2 separate regions of the Rattus norvegicus genome follow, and region 1 is linked to region 2. Evidence: chromatin contacts called from public Hi-C data. All regions are on one chromosome and are shown on one strand. The core of a region is the stretch at or near the end of the contact, and the rest is flanking DNA. Distances in the headings are between cores, read along the strand shown.

Evidence for each region. Hi-C and Micro-C count contacts between places; a contact is called where the count stands out from the background.
Region 1: a Hi-C map of the A7r5 cell line shows a contact between it and region 2, with 2.4 times the contacts expected there. The contact joins the promoter of Plekho2 here to the enhancer-like site in region 2. A contact is called at or near these places in 11 of 12 Hi-C or Micro-C datasets (the A7r5 cell line, the Rat2 cell line, frontal cortex and 6 more) and 1 of 1 datasets of contacts at active chromatin or transcription factors (oligodendrocytes).

What each region holds. Positions count from the first base shown.
Region 1 is chr8:74,999,192-75,005,644 of GRCr8, reverse strand. It overlaps Plekho2 (pleckstrin homology domain containing O2), which reads left to right and starts at 5,113. Exons shown (of 6, transcript XM_236354.8): 1 at 5,113-5,389. The coding sequence starts at 5,378.
Region 2 is chr8:74,955,333-74,962,440 of GRCr8, reverse strand. No RefSeq gene overlaps it. Among named protein-coding and RNA genes, the nearest start is that of Ankdd1a, 20 kb to the right of the region's middle. Within about 2 kb of position 4,205, at least 32 of the 93 cell types and tissues checked have an H3K27ac peak or open chromatin away from gene starts, as enhancers often do. A contact at or near this core is called in the A7r5 cell line and liver, where this site is marked.

The DNA.
Region 1 (6,453 bases), core at 3,864-6,363, 42 kb before region 2:
GTCCAGTTGTTATAAAGGAAGCCAGTGAGTCCTTGTTCTCAGGGAATTCTTACTCCTCTTGTTGCTTTGATTGCGCAGAGAATGTATTTTTTTTCAGCTGGGGCCTTGTTACCTTGTGTAGGCTGGTCTTAAATTCCTGGCCTTAAGGGATCCTCCTTCAGCCTCCTAAATAGCTGTGACTACAGGCACCTGACAAGATCCAGCTTTGGAAACTTATTTTTAATTATTATTTTTCCTTCACTGAAGTTTGAAATTACATAGCTGGAAGGGATCTTCTGGGTGGGTCGAGTCACCTCATTTTACAGATAATGATAGCCACTACAGACTAAATCCTCTTCTTTCTTTCTTTCTTTCTTTCTTTCTTCCTTCCTTCCTTCCTTCCTTCCTTCCTTCCTTCTCCCCCTCCTCCCTCTATGACATTATGTGTCCAAGGCTGACCTCAAATATCTCTAGGTTCTACTTACAGGATATAACATTGAGTTTCTGATCTTTCTTCGTCCACCTAATGTTATAATTCTATGCATCTAGCACTGTGGCCAGTCAGTTATGAGGACCAGAGTGACAATTCTCAAACTCAGTATTCAAAATAAGAATTATAAAGAATTTTTAAGAATTATTTACCTTATGTGTATGAATGTTCTGCATGCACGTGTATCACTTGTGTGCCTGTTGAATCCCTTGAAGCCAAGGCTTGTGAACCACCATGTGGATTCTGGGACTTGAAGGTTCTCTGCAAGACCCACATGTGCTCTTTACTGCTGAGTCATATCTCTAACCCTGAAAGTGTTCCCATTGGAACTGGAAAAAGAATGGCTCAGAGATTAAGAGAATTAGCTCTTAGCTATTATAGTGTCCCACAATCTTCTGTTCCAGGAGGTTCAACACCTTCTGGTACACATTCAAACATGTGGGCAAGACTCGCTTGAACATATAGATGTGTGTGCATATGCATATGTATTTAAATAAATATTAAAAATTTAAAAACTTTTCACCATCGGGGCTTAGCAGTTAAGAGCACTGACTGCCCTTCCAGATGTCCTGAGTTTAAATCCCAGCAATCACATGGTTGCTCACAACCATCTGTAATGGGATATAATGTCCTCTTCTGGTTCATCTGAAGACAGCTACAGTGTACTCACAACATTAAATAAATAATTTAAAAAAGAGCTAAGTTTAAAAAAATCTTTCACCACCTCACATAAAAACTATGTACTCACTGAGATAAAAATTTGTAATTCTTTATTCTCAGACCATGGTACCCTAACATTTTATTATGAAAATATTGAAGGAAATACAGTGCAGAAAGGTTAAAAGAATTTTACAGTAGGGCCCAAGTGATTGTTCAGTAGTTAAAGGCACCTACCTACAACCAAGTCTGACAACCTAAATTTGATCCTACAGACCCATTTTGGTGAATGGATAGAATCAACTCTCCCAAGTTGTCCTCTATTAGTACCTTCTCTCTCTCTCTCTCTCTCTCTCTCTCTCTCTCTCTCTCTCTCTCTCACACACACACACACACACACACACACACACACACGTTTTGTTTGTTTTGTTTTGTTTTTCAACAGGATTTCTCTGTGTAGCCTTGGCTGTTATGGAATTCACTCTGTAAGCTAGCCTGGCCTGGAACTCTTCTTTTGGGTTTTTGAGGCAGGGTCTTCCTAAACAGTTCAGGCTGGCCTAGGAAATGCTATGATACAGCCCAGGTGGCCTTATACTAGCAACTCTCCTGCCTATGCCTCCTAAGGGCTGGGAATGCAGGATGCCAACATACCTGGTTGTGGGGTGTGTGTGTGTGTGTGTGTGTGTGTGTGTGTGTGTGTGTGAAATTTTGGAGTTTTTTATTTTAATGATTAGACTGATTCATTTTATTTTGTGTGTGGGTGATTTGCCGGCATGTATGAATGTGCACCATGTGTCTGCCAAGGTCAGAAGAGGGCATTGGATCATCTAGAACTAGCTACAGATGGTTATGAACCACCTGATGGGTACTTAGAATGGAATCCAGGTCCTCTGTAAGAGTCATCTCTCAGGCAGTGATTGTACGTACCTTTAATCCTAGCACTCTGGACAGCAGAGGCAGACGGATCTCAGAGGCCAGCCTGGTCTTCTTCCAGGTAGCCAGGGCAACACAGAGAAACTGTCTTTAAAAAACAAAAACAAAAACAAAAACAAACAAACAAACAAAAAAACAAGCCATCTCTCCAGTTTAAGCATCTAAATTTTCTGACTTATATTTTAATTTATTTTAAATAAGCACGTGGGCAAGGAACTCTAAACTACAGAGTGGTGGTACTATTTGATATTATTCGAATGTGTTAGATATTTTTCCCACCTAAGTTTTTGTAAGAGCAACAACAGTGAGTTCTTGTAGGAAAAGAAACTCAGAGCTCAACTTGGCCACTCTGGTGTTTCAATGTTTCTTGGATTTTGCCGTCCTGCCCGGCGCCCTACCTCTGGCGTTCTTTCATTTCGATTGGCAGATGCAGAGGGGCGGAGCCAGAGTGAGTCCCCACATCTGCCATCCAACTTCCTTTTTTTGCTGCCGGGTTGTGTGCATACGCAATTCTCTGCTTGCTGCTGCCGCTTTAAAGCTGCTTTTGAACTTCTTTTTCTAAATCCAAATCCCAGATTGGAGGCAGACATTTGGAGGGAAGGGTTTCTTATAAAAATTTTCTCTTGTAGAACTCTTTCCTGGTCTGACCCGTTCTCTCCTCCTGAAAGGCCCCAGTGCATTCTAAAGAAGTAACTGTAACTTTATAGCAAAGGGCGGAATCATGTGTTACTAAAGGGAGCCACGCCTCTCCACCTTAGGATCCTCTCTCCCCAAGCTTTTGCCTTCCTTCTTCTGCAATCTGATTCTTGCAAAGAAAGTGTGGTTAGAAGAGATGAAGGAGGAAAGGTTTTATGATTTCCTAGCTTCCAGAACACAAGTCAGGCCTCTCATCTCCAAACTTCCTCACGCTGAGGTAGAAGCCAGCCAGGCCACAATGTGACACCCACACCCCCACACATAAACACTCCCAAACAGTAGGACCTCACCTCAAACCGTTTCCTTACCTTGCTTGCTGCTCACTCCCCCCTCTCCCTCCCTCACCTTCTCTCTGCTGCCCCCGCCATTTACGGGTCCAGTTGAATACCTACATCCTACCTTTGATTCCCTCCTCACCTACTGCTAAAACTTTTATCGTCTTCCAAAACCTATAGAGTGTATTAATGTCCTCCATTCTCATGCCATACCCCCTGGTTAGCATTCTGTCACCTTGTCTTAGTTAGGGTTTTACTGCTGTGAACAGACACCAGGACCAAGGTGTTACAACATTTATAAGGACAACATTTAATTGGGGCTGGCTTGCAAGTTCAGAGTTTCAGTCCAGCATCATCAAAGCAGGAACATGGCAGCAGCATCCAGTCAGGCACGGTGGGTGCAGGACGAGCTGAGAGTTCTACATCTTCATCTGAAAGCTGCTAGCAGACTACTGACATCCAGGCAGCTAGGATGAGGGTCTTAAAGCCCACGCCCACAGAGACACACCTACTCCCACAAGGCCACACCTCACATAGTGCCACTCCCTGGGCCAAGCAAATTCAAACCATGACACACCTCTACCCTAAATCACAGCAATGGACAACTAGTTACCTGGAGTCCTGGCTTCTACTCTCATTATAAACCATTCTCCAAACAGCAAGAAATGGGGTTTGTTTGCTTGGTGGTTTGGTGGTTTGGTTGTTTGGTTGGTTTTTAGAGACAGGGTTTCTCTGAGTATCCCTGGCTGTCCTGGAACTCAATCTATAGACCAGGCTGGCCTCAAACTCAGAAATCTTCCTGCCTTTGCCTCCTGAGCTCTCAGATTAAAGATGTGGTACAAGTGGAATTTTATTTTGGGTCGTTCATCTTCCTGTCCAAGGAAATCTAAGCAGGATTGAAATCTTGGAGGAAACTTATGCAACCTTGTGGCCCTGGCACATTGTTTTCTATATCCTTCAAAAAATGAATTATTTTATGTGTATGAGTGTTTTTCCTGCAGGTATGTCCATGCACCACTGGAGTTACACACAGTCGTGAGCCACGATGTGGGTGCTGAGAATCAAAGCCGGGTCCTCTGGAAGAGCAGCCAGTGTTCCTAACCAATAGGCCATCTCACAACCCCTCTCCACCCTTTAGGTGTAAGGACCTGGTCCAGGCACGAGGGGCAGTGTGTTCCACCCTTTTCCATGTTGAACTGAAAAGGACTCAGGAGCCCAAAGGCCAGCAGAGGGCAGTGAAAGAGAAGTTTGGTCAACTGGAGTAGCTGAGGCTATGACAGCCAGAGTCAAAACAGGTCCTCATTAATCCATCCCACAAGCACAAAATTCTGGGTGCTGTGCCATGCAGCACACCTGCCTAGGAAAGGTCGTGCGTGTGCATGCGTGTATGGTGCTGGAGGTTAGGATGCGACAGCCAACCCTCCGAGCCTGTTTCTCCAAAATAAAAATGAAAAGTACATGGTAGACCTTAAAGGCTTTCTCCACTCTCCAGCAACATGGTCAGGGCCGAAAGGAGTTAGGGTGATGGAGTCGGCTCATAACATGAGAACCAGAGAGGGGTTGAACGAGGGAAAGGAGAGCCAAAATCAGACCCTCTATAAAGGAACCGAGTCCAGAGTCTGATTCTGGTCATACATTCCAAGCTCATGGCTCAGCCCCTCCCTGAAGTTCCACAGACCAAAGACCATCGCCACTATTCCGACCTGGGGAAAGAAAGAGGACGAACCTCTTTGTGCACTCATTTCTGAACTGCCCTGGCAGCCAGATCCAGGCCCACTGAGTTAGGCAACCTCAAAGGCATCAGCTACCCACCGCCTCCCGGGCTTGCTTGGTCAGCCGCGCCCCCGCCCCGCCCCCGCCCTACCCCACCCCGCCAGCATCCCTCTGCTCAGCCTCTGGGCCGGAAGCCCCCTCCCTCTCCGTATCCCCCACCTCCCTAGTCTCTACCCCCTCCCAGTCCCTCTCCCTGCTTTGGTCCGGGAAACCTCTCTCCGCCCTCTTCCTGCTAATTCAGCTCCGCCCAGGTTCTTCCGTCCATTCCCGGAGCTCAAGACCCGCCCCGCCCAGGATCCACCCCGGCCCCGCCCCTGCACCCCCACCCGGCCACGCTCCTTACCGAACTGCGGGCGGGGGCTTGGAGGCCGCTGCTCCCCTCCCCGGCCCCGCCCCCAGCCCCCGGAAGCCCCTCCCCGGTCCCAGCCCCGCCCCCGAAGTTTCTTGGGCCCCGGGCGCCCGGCGGGACAGAAGACAGCAAGCCGCCGCCCGGCTGCGCGTAGATGGAGCAAGCGGAGCCCGCGCAACGCGGGCAGCAGTAAGCGGCGAAGCCGCCGGACCTCACAAACTCGCCATGGAGGAAGAGGTGAGGGCGAGGGTTGGGCCAGACGGAACAAGAGTGCTGGGCTCAGATCCTGCCCGCCCTACTTCCACGGGTCTCTCTGCACAGTCCTTCCCTTCCTTCAAGCAGAACCTGGACCGATGGGGTAGGGACGGGTTGGAGGTCTCGTCTGCATCTCGCCAACAGCATCCTCAGTTTTTCTCACCAACTGGAAACAGTGCCTGTCATGGTTCCCATTGGATTGATGGGGAGACTGAGGCTCTGGAGAGTTGGGTGACTTGCTGAAAGTAGACTGGGTTGCTGTGCCTGAATCCCGTTACACCCTTTCTTGGCTTTCTTTGCCTGCTTCGGCCAGGTCTGCTTCTGAGGGGTGTGTTAGGGAAGGGAAGTTTTTCAGGGTCCTGGGCCACTGTCTCAAGGAATCTGAGATTGTAACGGAGCCTGGTGGCAGGAACGAAGAAATTGCTTTTGTCTTCCTTGTGTATATATCTCAGAGTCCCCGGTGCTCTTGAACTGTGTCTATTCGAGGATGTTAGTTGAAGGGTCAGGTCAACTGAGTCTCCCAGTAGCAAGGGCTGGATCAGCAACGCCCCTTGAGCCTCCTCTGCCCCCTGCATACAAACTAAATTCTGGCAGCATTCTGATTATCCAAGGATCCAGTATACAGCAGTCACTTACTGCATGAGTAGAAAGAAGACGTTCTTATCCCATGAAGGGTGGGGAAGAAAGATGAAGCCTTCCCTCCTGGAGCCACCCAGACCAGCTGGGGAGCCTTCAGTGAGGTCAGCCATTCTTATTCCTGTCAGTGTTCACATGCGTATTTCCTGGAGCCACTGCAAGGCTGTCCGTTCTCTCTAGGCTAGACCCTGAGTTTCTGTGGGGTGGTAGATAAGTCACTTCCCCTCTCAGCCTGTGTTTCCTCTTCTATAAAACACAGGGCCTAGCCTCCTCCCCTAGACCTCATTGTGGTCCCTGCACCCAGAGTGGGTATAGGTAGGGGGCAAAGTCAGGCCACTATGTTTTGCCTTGGTTTCTTTTCTTGCTGTCACGGGTGGGGCGGCTGCCTGCCCTCAGTTCCACTCCTGCAA
Region 2 (7,108 bases), core at 2,956-5,455:
GTTCTGGCTGTGTCTCTCAGGAGAGATCTACATCTGGTTCCTGTCAGCCTGCACTTCTTAGCTTCATCCATCTTATGAGTTTTGGTGGCTGTATATGTATGGGCCACATGTGGGGCAGGCTCTGAATGGCCATTCCTTCAGTTTCTGCTCTAAACTTTGCCTCCCTGTCCCCTCCTATGGATATTTTTGTTCCCCTTTTAAAGAAGGAGTGAAGCATCCGCATTTTGGTCCTTCTTGAGTTTCATGTGTTCTGTGCATCTAGGGTAATTCAAGCATTTGGGCTAATACCCACTTATCAATGAGTGCATACCATGTGTGTTTTTCTGTGATTGGGTTACCTCACTCAGGATGATATTTTCTAGTTCATTCCATTTGCCTATGAATTTCATGAAGTCATTGTTCTTGATAGCTGAGTAATATTCCATTGTGTAGATGTACCACATTTTCTGTATCCATTCCTCTGTTGAAGGGCATCTGGGATCTTTCCAGCTTCTGGCTATTATAAATAAGGCTGCTATGAACATAGTGGAGCATATGTCTTTGCTATATGTTGGAGCATTTTGTATATGCCCAGGAGAGGTATAGCTGGGTCCTCAGGGAGTACCATGTCCAATTTTCTGAGGAACCTCCAGACTGATTACCAGAGTGGTTATACCACCAACAATGGAGGAGTGTTCCTCTTTCTCCACATCCTCGCCAGCATCTGCTGTCACCTGAGTTTTTGATCTTCGCCATTCTGACTGGTGTGAGGTGGAATCTCAGGGTTGTTTTGATTTGTATTTCCCTTATGACTAAGGATGCTGAACATTTCTTTAGGTGCTTCTCAGCCATTCATTCGATATTTCTCAGCTGAGAATTCTTTGTTTAACTTTGTACCCCAGTTTATAATATTTGGCTCTCTGGAGTCTAACTTCTTGAGTTCTTTGTATATTTGGGATATTAACCCTCTAGTAGTTATAAGATTGGTAAAGATCTTTTCCCAATCTGTTGGTTGCTGTTTTGTCCTAGTGACAGTGTCTTTTGCCTTACAGAAGCTTTGCAGCTTTATGAGGTCCCATTTGTTGATTCTTGATCTTAGAGCATAAGCCATTGGTGTTCTGTTCAGGAAATTTTCTCTAGTGCCCATGTGTTCGAGACTTCCCCACTTTTTCTTCTATTAGTTTGAGTGTATCTGGTTTGATGTGGAGGTCCTTGATCCACTTGGACTTAAGCTTTGTACAGGGCGATAAGAATGGATCGATTTGCATTCTTCTACATACTGACCTCCAGTTGAACCAGCACCATTTGTTGAAAATGCTATCTTTTTTCCATTGGATGGTTTTGGCTCCTTTGTCAAAAATCAAGTGACCATAGGTGTGTGGGTTCATTTCTGGGTCTTCAATTCTATTCCACTGGTCTATCTGCCTGTCTCTGTACCAATACCATGCAGTTTTTATCACTACTTCTCTGTAATACTGCCTCTAAGTACTTTTATATGGCTAACCATCATCTCTGACTTTTCTTTTCCCAGCTCTGAGAATCTTATCAACTGGTTTGGGTGTGTGTGTGTGTGTGTGTGTGTGTGTGTGTGTGTGTGTGTGTTTTACAAAGCAACAATTTACTTTTGTTGTGATAAAAAAAAGTCACATTTTACAGATAAAATGTAGAACCCTGAAATACTGACACATTCTCTTATTGTGCACAATGCTGAGGTTCTCTTATGATTTTTAACGTATGAGTGTGTATTTTTAACGTATATGTATGTGTTTATGTCTGTGTGGATAGACACCCACACAGTCTGGAAGAATGTGTCAGAGCCCCTAAAACTAGAACTTAAAACAGCTGTGAGTTGTCAAACATGAGTGCTGGGACTCAAACTCAGGTCCCCTGGAAGAGCATTATGTGTCCTGGGCCATCTCTCCAGCCTCTAGGAAGTCAAGTGTTTTTTTGAAACAGGGTTTTTCTGAGTAGTCTTGGCTGTCCTGGAACTAGCCTCAAATTCAGAGATCTGCCTACCTCTGCCTCTGAAGTGCTAGGACTAAAGGCATGTGCCACCACTGTCCAGCTTTAAAAATCAACTTTTTAAAATTTTATTTTTATTACTGTTTTGTTTTGCTTTGTTTGTTTTCAGATAGGGTCTCTCTGTGTAACCCTGGCTGTTCTGGATCTCACTCTGTAGACCAGGCTGGCCTTGAACTCACAGAGATCTACCTGTGTCTGCCTCCCAATTGCTGGGATTAAAGGCATGCACCACCACTGTTATGTGTATGTGTGTGTCCATGTCCAGGTAGAGGTCCGAGGTCTTCAATCCCTTGGAGCTGGAGTTATCTGCAGTTGTGACACATCCCATGTAAGTTCTGTGACCTGAACTGGTCCATCTCGCCAGCATGAGATCAATTAAAAAAAATTAGGGCCAGACAAGATAGTGCATCCACTTGAATCCCAGCACTCAGGAGGCAGCAACAGGGGGATCTCTATGAGTTCAAGGTCAATCTGATCTGCCTAGAGAGTCCCCAGCCATCCAGGGCTATCTAGAGCTTTCCTATCCGAAAACATCAATTTTTAAATGACACTTTATGTATTTGTGTGGATGGGTGGGCGGGCACCACTGTCCAGCTTTAAAAATCAACTTTTTAAAATTTTATTTTTATCACTGTTTTGTCTTGCTCTGTTTGTTTTCAGATAGAGGTACGTGTGGACGTTAGAGGACAGTTTTTGAGAATCAATTCTCATCTCCTTCCATGTGGGTCTAGGGATGGCTTTTGTCATCAGACCTTTACGCACTTAGCTATTTGGAGGGCTCTAAGACCAACTGTTTTAGCTTTCGATATGAGACAGGTGACTGTTGCCTTTCCATGTTTGACTTGTCTCACTTGACATGATCTCACCCAGTTCTCTTGCTTTTCTCGCTGATGTCTTGAGGTATGTCTTGTATACGTATACATAGTGTGCTTGTCTGTGTGTGCATTTATGTAGGCCAGAGGTTCACTTTGGGTCCTTTCTATCATTCTTCACATTAACTGGGTCTTAAACTGACCCCAAAGCTCACTGATTGGCTAGCCTAGATGACTGCTGATCCCTGGAGATCTTGTCGTCATCTACCAACACTGGGATATGGGTCACGCCTCGGCAAATGACTTTTTTCTCCCCATGGGTCACTGGGGATAAGCAGAGGTCCTCAAGTTTGCATAGTAAGCCCTTTACCCACAGAACCACCTATCCAGGCCTCACGGCCTCCAATTCTGTCTGTGGGGCCACAGATTACAGAACTTCATTTATTTATTTATTTTTTCTTTTTCTGTTTTTTGGAGCTGGGGACTGAACCCAGGGCCTTGCGCTTTCTAGGCAGGCAAGCGCTCTACCGCTGAGCTAAATCCCCAACCACGATTGATTTTTTTTTTTTAATGGTCAGATTGTGTATATGTGTCTGACTTCACTGTCTCCTTCCATCCAAGGACATCTGGTTAATTCTGTACCTTGGATCCTGTGAATAACACAGTCGTCATGGAGGTGCATCATGGGAGGACAGCTGAATCCTCCTCGTTGCGCTCCACCCTTCCTTTCCTCTGGATACGTAGCTAGCAGTGAGAGAGCCGGATCATATGATGACTCTGTTTTTAGTTCTTGAGGAACTTCCGTGCTGCTTTCCATAGTGACTACACTAATTTCCATTTCCACCGACAGAGTATGAGAGTTCCCCTTTCTGACATCTCATTTGTTATTTATTTAGTTTGGTGATAGCCATTCTATCTGGTGTGAGATGATTCCTCATTGTGGTTGAACTACTTTGGTCCTCTTAACGTCAGCGAAAGGTAGGGTAGCAATTTCGACACGTCCATGGGACAAATGAGGTCACCGAGGGAGGCAGAGGACTCGCTAATCAGAGCCCGAACTTAAACGTAGGTCTTCCTGCTCTCTTTGTCACGGAGGACATAGCAGGCAGGTTTGGGTAGGAAAGCGGAAGGGCTGACAGGGACAAGTTCTGGAGGACAGAGCTCGGCCAAAGAGCAGCATGGGTCCCTGTGGTCTTGGGGGGGTCTGGCAAGAGGCAAAAGTAGCTTGTCAGCTAGGAGGATCCAGAGGGGTAAGAGCCTTTCCTCCAGGCTCCGGCTGTCCTCTGTGCTCTGAACATGCCATCTCTGTTGCCCAGCTAGGAGAGCAGGGAGGCTCATTACTCTGTTAGCACTGGCTGAGTCAGGGCCTCACAAATGTGTTCCTCATGTGACTTGAGATGAGTCAAGAGGGGAAGTGGTGGGAGGGGATTCCCAGGATACAGGCAGCTGAGGGCCTGGGGGAAGGAGGCCTAGAGATGGGCTGGAGGCTGGCCCTCTGTAGTACAGCCCGCACTATCCCTTGGTCGGTGGGCCAGTGCGGGGACTATGAGCAGCTTGGAAGTGTTAACTCCCCTGATGGGCAGCTTCAGTATGTGAGCGACTGGAAGCCTCTGGTTATGGGGAAAGACCTGGCTCGGGGCCAAACAGCATAACCACAGCAAAAGCCCAGGCTTGGGCACGTGGGCCCCATTTCCTGAGATGTCCTGTTTGCTAGGTATTTATTTGTGTAGAAACCCAATCAGACACTGCATTTGATATACTTATATATAAAATAATTTATGGGGCTGACAGGATGGCCCAGCAGGTAAAGACATTTGCCACTAAGCCTGCAACCTGGGTTTGCTCCCATGGTGCAAAGAGAGAATGGAATACCTCAACTTGTCTTCTGACCTCCACATCCTGCATGCCCACCTCCACCATAAAAATAAATAAATCCATAAAAACACGGTAGAAGCCAGCCATGGTGGCCCAAGCCTGTAATCTAAGCACTTGGGGAGTGAAGGGAAAAGGATTAGGAATTCAAAGTAATTCTCAGCCTCATAGTGAGTTTGAGGCCAGTTTGGGATATGTAAGAACCTGCCTAACAGCAGTGGTAGTGAACACCTCCAATCCCAGTGCTTGGGAGGCAGAGGCAGGCTGGTCTCTGAGTCTGGGGCCAGCCTGGTCTACAGAGTGAGTTCCAGGATAGCCAGGACTACACGGAGAAACTCTGTCTCAAAACAGTAACTTGTTTGGATTATGTAGCTCAGTGGTAGAGAACTTACTTACCGCATAAGATCCTGGGTTTGAACCCTAGAATTCCCTCCAAAAAGAAAGCCCCCACTAGTAATTGTTTGACGACCACATTTTATTTTATTTTATTTATTTTTCTTTTTGAGATAGGGTCTCACTACATAGATCCAGGTGCCTCCCGAGTGTTGGAATTGAAGGTGTGTGTTACCATGCTCGACTTGTTAAAATGATTTTTACTCTGTGCATGTGGGTGTGTTGCTTCTATGTATGTCTGTGAACTATACATGCCTTGTGTCCACAGATGTCAGCAGAGGGCGTGGGATCAATGGAGCTGTCATTGTGGACAGCTGAGAGCTACCATGTGAGTCCTGGGACTAGAACCTGGACCCTCTGAAAGAGCAGCCAATTTCTTAGCCACCGAGCTATCTCTCCAGCAGCCCGTCCCCCCTTCCCCATTAAAAAAAATTGTCTTAAATATTTTTTATTACACGTATGTGTTTGCCTGTGTATTGGACATGTGAGTTCAACACCCTTGGGGGCCAGAAGTAGGATTCCCTGGAACTGGGGTTAACAGGCAGTGATGAGCCGCCTGGCACTGATGCTGGGAACTGAACTCATGTCCTCTGCAAGTCTAGGAAGCACTGTTGGGCACTAGGCTGTCGCAGCTCAGGTCCTGATTTTCTTAAAGGCCATTTTCTAGTCATCGGAGCTGAGCTGGTTACTTACGTTAGTGGAGTGCGGTTCAGCTCTGAGACACCATCACCGTCCAATGAGCAATCCACAGCTCTCCAACTGCCTGCTGCTAACGGTCCATTACGAGCCTTCCCTTCCCGTAAGCACCAACACTGTTTAACTTCACTTCAGAACAGCCCGGAGCCCTCTCATGCTTTTCTTCATACACATGCACAGTCACCATGAAACAATGTCCAAAGAGGAAGAGTTAAAGGAAACGGGAAATGTTGGCCAGAAAAGAGGCTGACATTTTAGCACTGTGGGGGAGAGAACATAAGACAGTCCCCACCCTAATCCTTGTACCGTAACTTGCTTAAAACTCACCATACAGCAGAGGCTGGCCTTGAACTCATGGTAATCCTGCTATTTCAGCCTGAATCTCAGAGTATTGGGATTAAAGACATGAGTTGCTATGTTCGGAAGAGGGATGTGAGGTTGGAAATGAGAACACCTGGAGAATTTCCAGATGACCTGCTTCATCCTATGCTACCTGTGCCTCTCTGGGTCCTGGGTCCTCCCTCTACTGCCTATCCCACTATCAAAAAAGGGGGTGAGGAGTGGTGGTGGTGGTGGGCACAAAGCGACTGGTTGAAGATTTTGGTGGAGGTACCTTTGTTAGTCTTGGTCTCCTCAGATGGGAACAGGGAGCAAAGATGTACGTTCCTGTTGGCATGGGCTAAGCGATGTCGTCACTGAGGAAACATTTATGATCGGAGGCCACAGCAGCCATTCGTTTACTGACACTGAGTGCCTGTAGCCAGGGACACAGTGAGACTGGCTTCTCCTCCAGGAGTTCTGTGCCTGTTTTTAAACTGTCAGTCAAGTTCAGATTGGAACTGGGTATGGTGGTCCAGGCCTGTAATCCCAGTACTCAGGAGGCTGAGGCAGGAGGATTAGGAGTTCATCCTTGGCTACATAACAAGTTTGAGGCTAGCCTAGGCTACCTGAGACTTTGTCTCCAAAAGGAAGAAGGAAGGAAGGAAAGAAGAAAGGAAAGAAGGAAGGAAAAACCCAGATGATCACTCCTTTTGAGGCTCAGTTTACCGTCTGATGAATGGGGCCACAGGCTGTACTAGTGAAGATTTGAAGATTAGGTAAAGTTCTATGTGAAGAAACTCAGGGTCAGACGTTTCCATAGAATTTCTCTTTTCCTTTTCTTTAGACAGGGCCTCATTATGTAGTCCTAGATGGCCTACAACACAACATGTAGATTAGGCTAGCTCAAATGCTTAGAGAGCCTTTGCCTCGACCTCCCATGTGTGTCATCACAAAAGGAAGATAGAGCTCCTTCCTGCGGTTTCCTCCTGACAGGCAAGACACTTCCTGGAGGC